2 separate regions of the Oryzias latipes genome follow, and region 2 is linked to region 1. The links are chromatin contacts, called in public Hi-C maps. All regions are on one chromosome and are shown on one strand. The core of a region is the stretch at or near the end of the contact, and the rest is flanking DNA. Distances in the headings are between cores, read along the strand shown.

Region 1 (7,527 bases), core at 2,018-4,517:
AAATATGACTGAATTTTTTTTTTTAATACTGGAAATATGCCGCTATTTGTTACGTTTTAATCTAATTATTAATAAAAGTTCCATTTTTTGTTTTTTAGATATAAATTGTTTTGATAAATCCAATCCATTATTATTATTATTATTATTACTATTATTATTATTCTAAACCAAAGAACTCAAGCTTTGAAAGGACTTGATTAACCTGAAAATCGAGTCTTAAATTTGTGAATGTTACTCAAATTGGTTAAATGTTTTGGCCGGATCCCCAGTCCTGTAACCGGCCCGGCTTCTTGGTGATTTACACGGCAACATTGTGGAAAGTGCTGATACGTCTAAACTTAGCAAAAAGGGTTGCAAAGTGAAGTCAGTTGGAAAGAAAAAGAAAAAAAATGTGTGCACGTGCGTGGAGTGTTTTATCTGCGAGGTGCAGCGCAGCTTAGAGTATCAGCAGACACTATATCAACCCAGTCACACAAGAAGGAAATGATCAGGAAGACAGACTCAAAAAGAGAAGAAGCAGAACTCTTCATACATAATGTAATGCCTGAATGGTCAAAATGACAGTTAAGAAAATAACAAAACAGAATCAGTGTGTTGTAATTTAAATGATTTTAGACTCAAGTGTCTCTCTTCTATGACTGTTATAGAAAAATATGTACATTAGGGGGGAAACAATCAATCCACTTATTTGATAAATTGATTTATATTACTACGATCCAACCAAATAAATCTGTCTGAGGCAAGTTGCTGATCCAAGCGACCTATACCATTAAAAAAAAATCCTTTCAAAATGTAATAAATTAGTTATATTGGAAAATACCATTTGGATTGAGGCACGTTAGGTTTATTTACTATAATGTAAAATCGACCATCACAGCAGACAACACACAAGTGATATCAGCAAAAACTGATCAACCGTCATTCCAGTCCAGTTTGTGGAAAAACTTTGAATTTAGCAAAGACATGGTCCCATCCAGTGGGCTAGAATGTTCTAAGAATGTTACATTTTTTAGGGTGTATTGATCCTTTTGAACAATTCGGTTAATATAATAATTTGTGGTTGACAATACGATTTATAGTAGATATTTGTTCATTTTGAACGATCCGATTCACTGACCTAAAATAGATCCAGGACATTTTTAGCCAAAACATCAATCAGTGGGACTCAGAGAGAAATACCTGGTACTGAACAGCACAGCGGAGGTTTTCCAGATTCCTTGCAAAATAACCAAGCGTAAATTAAATAAGTGTACAAACACACAAACAAGAATGAATGGCAAATCTAGACACAATAAATCACTAATTTATCGTTATCATGATATGATATATCATGCAAAAGTCTGCAAAAATTGCAATAAATCGTAACCTTAAGAGTGCTAAAACAATCTCATAGCAGCTTGAAGTATTTAATGAATCAAATAAATTCATTTAAACATTTGACCAATCAGATGGAGCCTTTCACGTGGTTGACCAATGGGATGGAGCTCTTTTATGTTGGCCTCCTATGTAGACGAGGGGCAACTCTTATTTAAATTAAAACTGTTGCAGTGAAATGGAAATTATGGTTTTGATCGTTTTGCTATTTGTTCATGTATCGCAAGTTATATCCTCATCGCAATGTTTATCACTAATATCGCATACCGCGAGTTTTCCTCATTATATCGTGCAGCCCTAGTCAAATCCATTCACATTTTTGGTTTCATCAAGTTGCGACATATGACCACACTGTATGGTCAAAAATTATGTTTCCACACATCGAGCCGTAATGATGGTTGGTCATGCTTTGCTGCCGTCACATGCGTGTTGTCTACTGTGATGCACTCGGTTATTTTTACAGTTATGGTCAAATAAACCTTCAGAACCTCAATCCAAATGGTGTTTTCCTATATCCATATAATTGATTTATTTCATTTTGAAAGGATTTTATAATAATAAAACACGTTGACTCAATTAACAACTTGCTTCAGGTCAATCTGGTTGGATCGCAGCAATATAAATCGATTTACTGATTATTCGTAACAACCCTATCTATGGCAAAAGTGGGCTGAACTTTGACACTAAAATGGGAATTACTTGTTTGTTTGTTAAGCCATTTTATTTACATTTACAAGAAATACAAGTGACACTGTTCAGTACCCATTTATTTATCTCTGAGTCCCACTGATTGATGTTTTGGCTAAAGATGTCCCGGACTATAAATCATGTCGTGAAGCACAAATTATAAAGTGGATCAAATTGTTCAAATAAATCGTAACACCCCTAATGTAAAAATATGAAAAGTGCAAACGTTATATATTTTTTTGTATTTGTAGAAAACTATTTGAGCTTTTACATCAAACAATGTGGGACTTTAGCAGAATCCCAATAGTAAACATTCCTGCATTAAAGCTAGTGATGGAAATGTGGAAATGTGGCCCCTGTACTGTGAAAAACAAAGCTAGCCTAATTTAATCAACATCTGTGCGAGTACTACTTCACGCTTTGAGTCATTTCTGAAAAGCAACATTATAAACGCATGTCGTTCGTGGACAAAGACGCAATCAATCATAAAACAAACTTGCTCAAGTGTGAAGGTGCAGTGGCTTTAACTGAGAGTAGAATGACAAAAGCTGACCCACTTTCTAAACTTTGAATCTGCAGGGGGGCAGAGAGTCGAAAAAAGTTGACCGGTGTTCTTGAAATTCACTTCGTTTCTTCACTCAGAAAGGCAAAAATCTGCACCATAAAATATTAAATGTGATTTTAATTGTAAAAGTGGTGAACTAAAACAACAAACTTAGAAGGCAAAGCTATCTTTCATTCAAATTAGCCTGTCACACAGCTAAGCTAGGCTAGCATGCTAGCTAGATACCATGTAACTTAACGACTGCGGGCTGGCTCAAAGTGACATGTGCTAGCTAACAACAAAGAGCTCACAGCTTTCAGATCCAGGACTCCGTCCTTCGCCTCTTGTAATAAAGTGACGAACTTCGTCGTGAGCAAGCCCAGGCTCTTCTCGTGCCTGCTCGGCGTCTGCGGTTGCAGCGAGTCTCCCACGGTTCCCGGGTCGCCTCTGTTACTGGCCGTCTCCAGCTCCATCATTGCTCCGGATCAGCTCCGTACTTCCCCTCTTCTCTTGCCTGCTTTCCGACTAAATCCAGCCAGCGAGCCCAAGAAAGAAAGCTCCACCGCCGCAGTTCGAAACACACACGCGTGGATGGTGTGGTGCAAATTTACGAGTCAATACTAGCTGCTTTTCTGAAAATAACTGAGCAAAATCGAGCTGAAGCAGCGAGTATGGAAATTCAATGAAGGAGCAGTCGGTGGAGAGCCGTTGGCCACGCGAGGTATGACGGGACGGTGCTTTCGTTTTAGGGACCGTGTGCAAATGTTCATGAAAAAATAAAACCACGTAAAAAATACATTTGCTAGCACGAACATGTATTTCTAGTGATTTATTTTTAATGTAACATTGAAAAAAGTATGAAAAAAGACGGTTAGTAGTTTTTCTATTGCGATTTTAGGGGAAGTATTGGTTGCAAGAATTTTTGGTAGAGGAGAAAGTTTAACTCGAACTCTTAGCAACTTAAACTTGAAGAAAACGCACTTCCACGCGCGCACACGCAGGCACCGTTCTTCAAATGAATATTTGAAAATTATTTTCCCCTCTAAAGCTTTTCTTCCAAACCACATTGTCATTGACTGAAACATTTTCAAGGTTGCAAAGCAGTGCGAATTAGTGTACTGTGTAAACATTGGTTTGTAAATTAAATATTTTGAATTTAACTATTTGAGTTCAGTATTGCATCCTAACGACTTTATTTTTTTTAACCACAAAAATGTTACCACATAATTTAAGTTTAAAAGTTATTATAGGGGTGTAACGATTAATCGACTTAATCAGTGAAACAATTTTATATTTCTACATATTTTCTAGGGCAGTTGTTAATCTATTATCTATTCAAACTATTATAAAATCTTTTCAAAATTAAATAAATCGAAAATGTCAAGATTGGAAAATAGCATTTGGAGACATGGTAGGTTTATTTTACCGTAACATAAAAGCGACCAAGTGCATCACAGCAGACAACACATATGTGGTGGCAGCCAAAAAATAAAAAAGAATGTTACAGTCCAATGTGTGGAAACACTTTGAATTGTGTAAAGACATGTGGTCATGTGTTACAACTTTATGAAACCAAAATTTGAATGGATTTTCTTTTAATTTTTGTTTACTTGTTTATGTGTACACATCAACTCTACACTTGCCAGAAGTATCAGAGTACCAGAGTCACACTGGTTTAAAAGTTTTGGCTAAAAATGTCCTGGCTGGATTTTAGGTCAGTGATTGAACTGGATCGTTCAAAATGAACCAATATTGGCTATTAATTGTATCAGGAACAGCAAATCATGATATAAATTGATTTGTTGTTAAAATGAACCGCTACACCCTGAACTACATATCTTTAAGTTTATAAGTTACTTGATGCAGTAAAATTTTTTAATTTAACTACAAGATGTTAGAAATGTGCATGTCTTTCACAACCTCACCTTGCAGAGTTTGGCTGTTCTCCCCAGGTTTAAGCGTCCATCACAGCTGTTCCTGACTCAGTCCTTGACCAGGTTTCAATCTATGTGTGACATTAGGGATCATTAGCATTTGTTTGGTATAAATTCTCGATGATGGACCTGAAGGTATTCCTACAAAAATCTTTGATTTTGTGGAAGTGTATCTAACAGAATTGATGCAGGATTGAAGGAACAAAAGTAGTGATATTAAATATTGATTTGATTAGAATCTTTTTGTTTATTTACTGAATTTTGTTGAAAAAGGAAAATAAATTATCAACTCTCATTTGTAAAAAGCTTTCTTCGTTTACAATATTTTTCTGCTAAAGACTTTAGCACACAACTATATACTATTATATATAATGCTCAAATTCTACGTAGTTTGATGGAGTTTTTTTTAATTGTGAGGCTTTATAAAAGTTAATATTTTACACTATTATTAAATCAAGGAATGTTTAGATTCAAAACTAAGTGATCCCAATCGTGACAAAACTACGACTAAATGATCTGTAGAGGGAGACTACATAAGAAATGTTCACAACAATCTGTAAAATAATATTATTCTGTCACAATAAATCTGTTTTAACTGATAAATAATAATAGTTCCTAACATTCAAAAAAGTGCTATACTGATCAGATTCAAAGACAAACATTTAAATAAGAAACCGCGCACAGTGGGGTTTGCGAAAGCCTTTTGACGACATGCGGCTTCCGTAGGCAACGGTCAGCTGACTGGGACAAAAACAAGCTAGCTAGTTTTCGCAGCAACGGAAATCACCTCAGTATATACATTCAGGCTCAGGTAAACGTGTCTCATTAGAGATTTTGTGAAGTTTCATTGGAGATGTGTTGCACTAATTACATGCTTCGAGATTTCATTTTGGAAAACACGTTTTAATATTTTTTTTAAAGAATAATATTTGGTAGTAAACCTAGCAAAATGGGTTAGCATACATTTTTAAACGAAAAGACAGTTTTGCGTTTCCTTGGTTAAAAGCATGAGTTTTAAAACCGTTAGGTATGTGTGCTTAATTGGTGAAGCTTTATGATTTAATCTGAAATGGAAAATCATTGGATGATAAATTCATTGTTCATGTCTATGTTTACTTTTTTCTTTGACTTGACTTGATTCCACAAATTTAAGAAATTCAAGAGATGTATACTTTTTTTTTCCAGGCATCAGCATGAAGAAGAGCAAAGGGAAAGCAAGCAGTTCCACCAAAAAGGAGTTTGTGTTTGATTTCAGGGCAGGAAAATACAACTGTGTCCTTAAGGTGCCCCTACAGTTTCCTGCCCAGGTCAACGTCAGTGACCTTCACGGACGACTCATGATGCTTCATAAAATACCATGTTTCATTGAAAACGGTGAGAGTTCATTTACGTACTAAAAATACTAAGTTGATTTACCGTCGTTCAGTTTTATATGTCAAAAATGATGCCCATGTTTCTTGGTGCATTTGCAGAGCTTAAAGTCTCCCTTTTCAACTTCATTGAGAAAGAAACCCTTCTGGAATATGAGCGAGAGGCCGAGCTGGCCCTGCAGAGACTCTCAACCGGAGAAGTGGATGTAAACCACCTCGCCAGCGCATGGAGCAGGTCGTATGTGGAGGTGAAAACACTTCTTTCACTTCAGCATTTTTAGTATTGGTGATCAAAACCCTCATAAAAAAAAGAAGCCAGTTGACAGTTTTTTCTCGCAGTTACCATTAGTACCACAGTTAATATAGATGGTGCAGATTCTTTTCTATTTAGAGCCCAGGATGAGGCAAACCAAACACAACTTTTCCTGTTTGTAGAAACGTCTGCATCAATGCTTTTGTAATGGGAAGAGAGACAAAGAAAGACCCGTTTGCTGTGGTGACATCCTGCTGCTTAAAACCTGTTTCAGACGACACTGGAGCACGCTCGCCCTGAAGAGCCCAGCTGGGATGAAGACTTTGCTGACGTTTACCATGAACTGATCCACTCTCCTGCCTCAGATACTCTCCTTAACCTGGAGCACAACTATTTCGTTAGCATCTCTGAGCTCATCAGTGAGAGAGACATGGAGATCAAGAAGCTACAAGAAAGGTGCATTGAATATGTTCTTACTTCATGGAAAGGCAGTTGAGACGATTTCTCATGTTCACTGTGCATTTTGCCTCATGTCACCCTAATAGTGAGACATGATGTTGTTTCTTGGAATCGGAGGGACAGCTCATGTTAGATGTTTTGGAGATAAATGCAGAGAAGCAGATGGAGATGGTTTAAACATGTTGGGAGGAGGAACAGTGATGATGTTGGTAAAAGGATGCTGAGGTTGGAGCTACCAGAAAAGAGGACTAGAGGAAGATCAAAGAGGAGGTTCACAGATGTAGTGAAGGAGGACATGAGGGTGGTTGGTGTGAGTCAGGAGGATGCAGAGGAGAAGGTCAGATGGAGGCTATCCTGAAAGAAAGGAAGTTCAAAAATTCTTTGTTTTATGTTCCTCTTTTGTTATCAGCATTTTGAATTCTTTCTTTCCTGGTAGGCAAGCGGCAGAAATGGACAAAGTGATGCACGAGCTGGGGAGTACTCTGAGTGACCATGATGTAAATGCAGTTGCTTCTCAACATTTTGATGCTCAGCAGGTAAGAAAATAAAAGAGCAGTGCAGATCATTTCATCAGAATCCGAATCCTTTAATTGTCATTGTACATGATGATACAATGGAACTGCAGCAGCCTTGGAGTGATGAAGATAAATAAAATAAAATAAAATAGAAATACTGTACTCACATCTCTAACAAAAAAAATGTACAATATGTACAGAAACAGTTAAAAGTTAAATATGTATGGACAAAATAGAATGGAATGAGTTGAGTTGCTATGAGCGCAGCATAATATATATTGTGTGTGATTGCACGGAAGTCAAGATATTGCAGACATGTGTAGTAGTTAGTTATTGATGATAGTCACTCTGCCGAGGCAGCGGGACTTTCACTAATTCACTAGTTTGTGGG
Region 2 (7,527 bases), core at 3,588-6,087, 230 kb after region 1:
GATGAGAGACGACAGGTTTAGCCTGTGTGTTCTCCTCTACCACAGAGAGCTTCAGGTGGGTGTGGTCCAGGATGGGGAGAGTCTGCAAGCTTATAAGTCCATATGTCCAAGTGCTTTTGGGCAAAACACTCAACCCTACAAACTTACACTCAGTAGTGAAGAGCCTTAAGTCAAAAGGAAGAAAATAAAAATCGTATTGACTGAGAGGGCATTTCCGTGGATTAGTGGTTTTGGTTATTAACACAAAAATAAAAGTTTTTTTATTTATTCTTTTGCTATTAGGAAGGTTTATTGTGAAAGGATCAAAGCAACAGGAAATTCCAGGAGCCAAAACACAATTCCAAAAAAGTAAAACAAACCAAAAATTTAAATGTTTACATAAACAAAGTTATTTCTACTTTCTTCTCATGTTTAATTTTTTAACATTTATCCTTTTTTTAATAAAATCTTTTTATTCATTAAGGTAGAAACTAGGGGACATCGCTGATTGGATGATGACATTTGTCCATCATTTCAACCAAAAGTTATTTGTCATGAAGAGATACTGGAAGACATATTTGAAAAGACTCAAACGTCAAAAATTGAGTCATAGTACTTGCCTTTTTTTTATTTTTATTTATTTTATTACATTTCAGTTGATTTCTGGAGACTACTTTTGCTTACTGAAAGGTTTTGTAATTGTGTTTTCTAGAATTTAGCTTTTTTAAATGTAATTACTTTTTGTTTGTTTTTTGCTTTGTAAATCTTTTTGCGTCAAGTAAATTGTCGGTGTAATTTGCACTTAAGGGCCACCTAATAGGCTACCAACCATAAACTGTTCATGTTTAACTTATACTTTATGCTTTCTGATTTTAGAATAAACAAATCCAGCTCTATGCCACTCTTCTTGCAAACTCGATATTGTCTAGAAGCCTTCAGCCATTTTTTGTCACCATGTAATCCAAAGAGAATGAGTCTTTAAAATCTCACTGCATCAAATGCCTGAAGCCTTGGGGTCTCTTCATTCATCTACCAGTGAAGCTTTTCTTCCTCATGCTCTCTGAAGCACGTGAGAGCCTCAACAGGCTGAGAAAAAGCAGGAGAAAATGAATGCAGCAGCTCCATCTAAAGGCTGCATGTCAGAACTACAACCACAATCCAAATGTTCTTTTGTCCTTTTTTTCATGTGGAACTTCTTGTCCTGTAGAAAGGCAGCCTTTTTCAAATGGCTGTCAAACAATAGGATATTTATTGAATATGAAATGCATGCGCAGAACTAAGGAATGAAAAACGAGATTAAAATGCATATTTGCGCTGGAGGGCTCTGTTAGAGCAGAACTTGTACTTGCAGGAATTCAGGAGGTCTGCATGTAATTGACCAGAGGGTTTCCCCCAATGTGTAAGTTCAGTTTATTTATAGAAATTCAGATTTTTGCCTACGCTTGAGAGCACTGGAGCATGTGGAAAGTCACTAAGTCCTTAAAAAAGCTTCCATTCGGAAACTGTCATTGAACCAAAAAGTGCGAATATTTAAAAAAAAAGGTAATTCAGTTAGCCTTTTGAGAGGAAAATGTATGTATGCCATGTATGCATACTTTATATATTACTGCCAGCGTGTTTTTGTTTGCATCACTTTCACTGGTTAAACACAGTAAATGTTAAGGAACAAGTAGACTAAGTAACACAGTGAGTGATTTCAATAACTTTTACAATGTAAAAGCCCTTTAAAATAAACATAAATGCCAACTGTCCCCAGCAAGACTAAACAACAGAACTATTGTCTCCTTCATGCTTTAGATTCTGTTTCAATAATTCTTATTGTGTGAATGTCTTTATTGCAAAACAAATCTCCACGTAGGCACACCCTGCAGCTGAGAGACAGGGACACATATTTTACCTTGGGAAAAAACAGCATTGTATGTATCTCCCTAAAAAAGAAGATTATCACGTGCAATCACGCATGGTATACTAGAATTGATTGCATTCATGCACAAAATTGTTTTGGCTGTTGTTTCTTTTGGTAAAATCAAACACATTTTCCCATGAAATGTTTTTTTTTTCTTCTTTGTGTAGCAAAAGTGACTTGAACTGATTAAGGAGGATAAGTGGTCCAAGCAAACAGGACCTCCACTAAAACAAGGGAGTGGAATGAAGAATTAAGTCCAGTCTTGAAACCATCATAGCATAACTTGAGATAAAACAGCTTGATTACTCCATAAAACTAGCCTTTCCTGAATGCCATGTGAAATGCAAGGCTGGCAAAAGCTCCAAAGTTCAGCAAGTTACAAACCTGGTGCCATGGGAACTATGCCAATTATCCATAACAGAAATGTACATAACTCGACAAAGGTAAGGTGATGGTTTATGTAGATGTTCTAGAGACTTTTCGGTTACTTTTTTTTAATTATTCTGCTAAAGTAAAGTTTAAAAAGTATCAAAGCTTTTAATAACTACCAAACAGGAGAAGGGGCAGCTGCATGGAAACACCGAAAAAAGCTCCTTTTCCTTCATTGCTGCTCAAACAGACGTATAGATGTGTGTAAATGTCCATTTCATTCATAATAAAGGTACACATTTCCTGGTGAGATTGGAAACTGAGCAGCAGTGTAGGAAGTAGATGCTTTTACAGCACCACAACAGCAGCTAACAGCTTCATGAAGTCTTTGATAGGATTCCACCACTGGCAAACACACCATCAAAGCTCAGCAGCTCTCGGCAGAGAAGTACGGTGCAACGAATCTAACAAACTACCACAGAGGTTTTGGCTGCCTGGTGCAAATACGGCAGACTACTGTAATGCAATGTTCACAACGTCCTCGGTAATGGACATTCAAGCAACCACTTGGAAAAAAAGTCTCTGTAAATCCACGTATTTGCGCGTTTCGTGCTTCCGTGTTCAAGACTCGTTTACGTGACGTTACACAAGTTTCAAGTCTGCTCTATGTACAAAACCCATGGCCATTGAACGCACGTTGAAAGTTAAACCATTTTAATTTTGACCAATCAGGGACTCAGATTTTGCAGTGACGCATGGGTAGCATCCTATTATTCGAAGTGCCAAACTTTGAAAGTCAATCATAAAGGAGAAATTAATGTTTGGTTTGTGCCCAGCTGGAATTATATGCCATCGAGTCAGTCACATATCAGAACACAGCTGTCAATTTGTACAAACATGGACGTACGTTTGGTACATGGAGCTCAAAAACGTATTAAAAACTTCCTTAGCGACGTGGTAACTGGACTGCACATTGATCCACTTGTCTAACTCCATCATCAAATTTACTGATGACACCACTGTGGTCGGGCTCATCTCAAGGGGAGGAGGAATCCTACTGCAGGGATGAGGTCATCAGACTGGAAAGGTGGTGTTCAGGGAACAACCTCCATCTGAACACCACCAAAAAAAAAGAAACCGCTCTGGACTTCAGAAAAGGCAGAGTGACCCACCCCCACTGCAAATAAAAGGGACAGTGTAGATAAGGTCCACTTGATTCAATATCTGGGTTTGCAGATCACCAAGGACCTCTCTTGGACTGGAAGGCCCAGCAGCGTCTCCACTTCCTGAGAATACTTAGGACAAACAGCCTGAAGAAGAAGACCCTCTACAGAGCCACCATATAGAGAGCCTCCAGATGTCCTGCATCACAGCGGTGTACGCAGGATGCTCGGCTGTGGACAAGAAAGCTCTGCAGAGGGTGATCGACTGCCCGGCCTAGAAGACATCGCCAGCTCTCGCTATATAAGCTGAGCCAAACATATAATCAAGAACTCCTTCCATCCCAACCACCACCTTTTTTAACTGCTGCCCTCAGGCCAGCGGTACAGATCTCACAAGGCTCACACCAACAGACGGAAGAACAGTTTCTTCCCCAGAAACAGTCAACCTGCTAAACAAAACATGAGCCTTCAAAAAAGACCAACAGCACTACTGTAACAACTGTAAACTTACCAAATCCTGTGCAATATTTAGCACTTCGGAAGTGCACAATAAGGTTTATGTGCAATGCATGTACATACATGTATATATATATATATATATATATATATATATATATATATATATATATATATATATATATATATATATATATATATATATATATATATATATATATATACATATATATATATATATATATATATATATATATACATATATATACATATATATATGGGCACAAAAAAAGTTTTTTTTTTTTTATACCACATGGACATGTGTATACAGTATATATATGTATGGTTCTTTCTAACGCTTTTATTTAATATATATATACTTCTTTTATTTTTTATTGTCTAAACAGCTGAAGAGTGCCAAGATTTTCGTTGTCACAAGCTTCTTGCGCAACAATGACAATAAAAGGATTTCTGATTTTCTGATTCTGATTTGTGAGAGTTAACAATGGTAGAGGCTGCATTGGCAAGGTCAGTGAGAATGTAGCTTTAGACTTAGACTGTCTGGAACAGAATCTGCATCCAGCCAGCAGATCCAGCTGCCATGTCACCGTACAGTAAACTGGGACACAGTGTAACATGATTACTTAAATTAGAGAAAATGTAAAATTACACCAGTTCTTGATTTTGCAAGCTTGAGCGTATTGAGATCTCAACAGGGTTTGAGCAAAGTTTGGGGCATTGGGGAAGGACAGTAAAGGGATTGAAGATGAGCGGGTGTCAGGAGAAAGAAGGGAGGAGCAGAGAGATTGAGCGTAACAAGCAAGCACAAATAAAGCCTGTCTCTTTCTTTTTTTTTTCCTCCCCTCCCCTCTTTGTCTCTCCCTCTCTCAGCATTACAGCAGCATTAGAAGCTGAGCAGCTCAACTGTTCCAAGATGTCAGAACTACAAAGCTCGATTGAATGAGGGAATGTGGGGCCCAGGGCAGCGAGGGAGTCTGGAACAGCTGGCTTAGTTGTGGGGCCTCTTGTTCCCCGCTCTGCAGCCGCTAGCTAGCGGGACATGACAGAGATTTCTAACCGGGGGGGGGGGGGCTGTACGTGCTACGGTTTGTGCGTGGAGCTTGGATTTAGAGAATGTTTCCATCTTTACAGAGTATAGGGGATGACATGGGGATCGCCAGCCAGGTCCCCCCTGACCACAACTGAAGGGGGGGATGGGTGGGGAGCGAAGGGAAGATGTGGCAAAAGAATCACGTCTTTTATTTCACTTCAGACAAAATGATTGATCAAGATGAGTTGGATCATTATCCAGCAGTTATAGAATAATGTATAGAAATAAAAGATTTTAAATGCCACTCTTCCGAACATACATGTTCTACTTGCACACATGTGGTTACAAATTCTCGTTCTGCATGAAAATTACAGGGAGAGGACTCTTGTGGCTTCATTTGCCTCTTTGGTGTCAGAAATGGGACTTATAACGGAGAAAAAAAATTGAAACTATTTTGTGAACACAAGCAGGCTACGTATACGCTACGGTTAACCTTAGGTTAAAGCTTTATTTTGTTTAGAGCTAAAACACGAAAGATGTCGGAGTTGAAGATAAAATGCTGGCAAAGACGCAGCAGCTGGAAGGAAACAAAGAAAGCAGCTGTGCTGCACTTGGCGATATAGAAAATCCACTTGAAAATTCCCAGCACAAACCTAAAACTGACACCAACATTCAGTAAACACAGTCATAAGAAAGCATTCAGCCACTGTAATGTATGATTTTCTCTGTGCTTACACTTTATAATTTTTTGCCCCCTTAATTTTTTTTTTTTGGAAAGTTTTTCTTGAAATTAATAGATTCCGTTACGTTTAAAGACCCACACTAATAAAAATTGTGTTTTTTTGTGTTTTTAACATGTTCTTGTGGCCCTGCTCCATTCTGATGCATCCGTTTACAGACAAACAGATCCGCGTACGTCTTTGTTTTCCTCGTCATAACTGTTATCTGGCTCCAAACCGTACGGCTAGATAGCTCCAATATTGTTTCTTTTCTTTTTCTGGGAACACTTTTAGAATAGATCAAGAGAGGAACGGAGAATGTCTTTAAACACGTGTATGATCTGCACGATCCGGTCCACATAGGCCAAAACAAAACAACAACGCTATGTTGAAGTGCAAATTTCAAAAGGGCAGAGAAAGACATCCCATTTTAGAGCAAAAGTTTCCATTCGAGGACGCTGAATAAATGAAGCCAAAAGCAGCTTCCACACAACCAACATAAAAATATTACTTGGAGGAGCTTAGAGGCATCCAGCTGAGATGTAATCTGCTTTCAATGAGCTGTAATTAAAACTATGAGTCAATTCTGTTTCACCTATGGAGTAAATATTTAACTGCAAAACAGACATTGACAAGAGCAAAAACTAAATAAATAAAAGCAAAGAAACATATATTGAGATAGAAGGTGATGGGGAAAAACTGCTTTATTAAAGATAAGCCTGAATTCATTCCTCTGGCCTAGAAACAGACCAAACTATCAAGACAAATCCTGTAATCTGTCAGCTGCTAGTCTAATTGAATCGATTAGTTCAAAAGGGGCCCAAGTCCAAGAGGTTTGTTTTTCCAGCAAATTATTTTAATTGCATAGGGAGGCTACACCAAATGATTAATACTTTACCCAGATTTAGCACCAGTTCGTAGCTTACAAATGCTATAATATGAAGAGGACTAGCAAACTAATGTCTCTGGACTTGGGCCCTTCTTCAATTAAACAGGGGCGCTGCCATTTTGGATAACTAGTGCTACCATCTATGGGATAAAGCAAAACCCATGCAAGAGAGGCCAAAGTCCAGGAATTTTGCACTTAATGCATTTTAAATGTCAAGCATGGTCAATACATTACAACTGACTTGGGACTTTTTTTGCACATAATCAGATAGCTTTTCCCTTGAAGACCATAGAACATATAATATCTCTATTTTGAAAAATTTTGGACTTGGGTCCCTTTTGAACTAACAATCAGGAACAGAACTACTGTTCCCGATTGAAGGCAGCTGCTTCAATGCAGAGCTGTAACATCAAGAATCAAGCATGCACTCATGTCTGCAAGCCTCTCTACACCCCTTTCAAATATGTGCAAAGAAAGTGTATGTGAAAACATACATGAGTAACATAAAGAAGCAATCCGAAATGCTCTCTGTTCTAAAGCAACCTCAGACGCACTCATGAAACTCCGTCAGTCATTAAACTGCAATGCAAGAACCCTGAACAACGACAACCGTCCGTCACGAGCGGCTGAAGTTAGTCGGAATGTCCTGCTATGCACATCAATGACAACTTTTGCATCTGCAAAATGTTGGAATAGAAGCGTATTTATGGAAGGAAATGATGTTTTTCCTCAAAAGGAGCTTCGACTGACCATGCAAGCTTTTGTCTCACCATATGTGGACATAGTTTGTGAGGAACAAAAATGTCAACACTGAACATTACAATTTTCCATTGCTGGAGCGTCTTAATGTGCTCAACAAGCAATAAATTGTTGAGAATATATGACATCAAAGAGCAAAATAATCTTTTCTCATCGTAAACAGGGCAAAAAAACTGAAGAAATCTCAAAATGCAAAATCTTTCATCGAATATAGATTTTTAAAAATATTTAACAAT

What was found. A called contact is a pair of places that touch in the nucleus more often than the background predicts.
Region 2: a Hi-C map of fibroblasts shows a contact between it and region 1, with 4 times the contacts expected there. The contact joins the enhancer-like site here to the promoter of c6h12orf4 in region 1. A contact is called at or near these places in 3 of 5 Hi-C or Micro-C datasets (embryo and fibroblasts).

The regions. Positions count from the first base shown.
Region 1 is chr6:28,153,087-28,160,613 of ASM223467v1, forward strand. c6h12orf4 (protein C12orf4 homolog) reads left to right here and starts at 3,268. Exons shown (of 14, transcript XM_023956058.1): 1 at 3,268-3,326; 2 at 5,725-5,913; 3 at 6,012-6,157; 4 at 6,437-6,618; 5 at 7,058-7,157. The coding sequence starts at 5,733. e2f4 (transcription factor E2F4) reads right to left here and starts at 3,161. Exons shown (of 11, transcript XM_004069835.4): 1 at 2,917-3,161. The coding sequence starts at 3,081.
Region 2 is chr6:28,376,829-28,384,355 of ASM223467v1, forward strand. No RefSeq gene overlaps it. Among protein-coding and RNA genes, the nearest start is that of LOC110015270, 21 kb to the left of the region's middle. Within about 2 kb of position 4,838, at least 2 of the 8 cell types and tissues checked have an H3K27ac peak or open chromatin away from gene starts, as enhancers often do.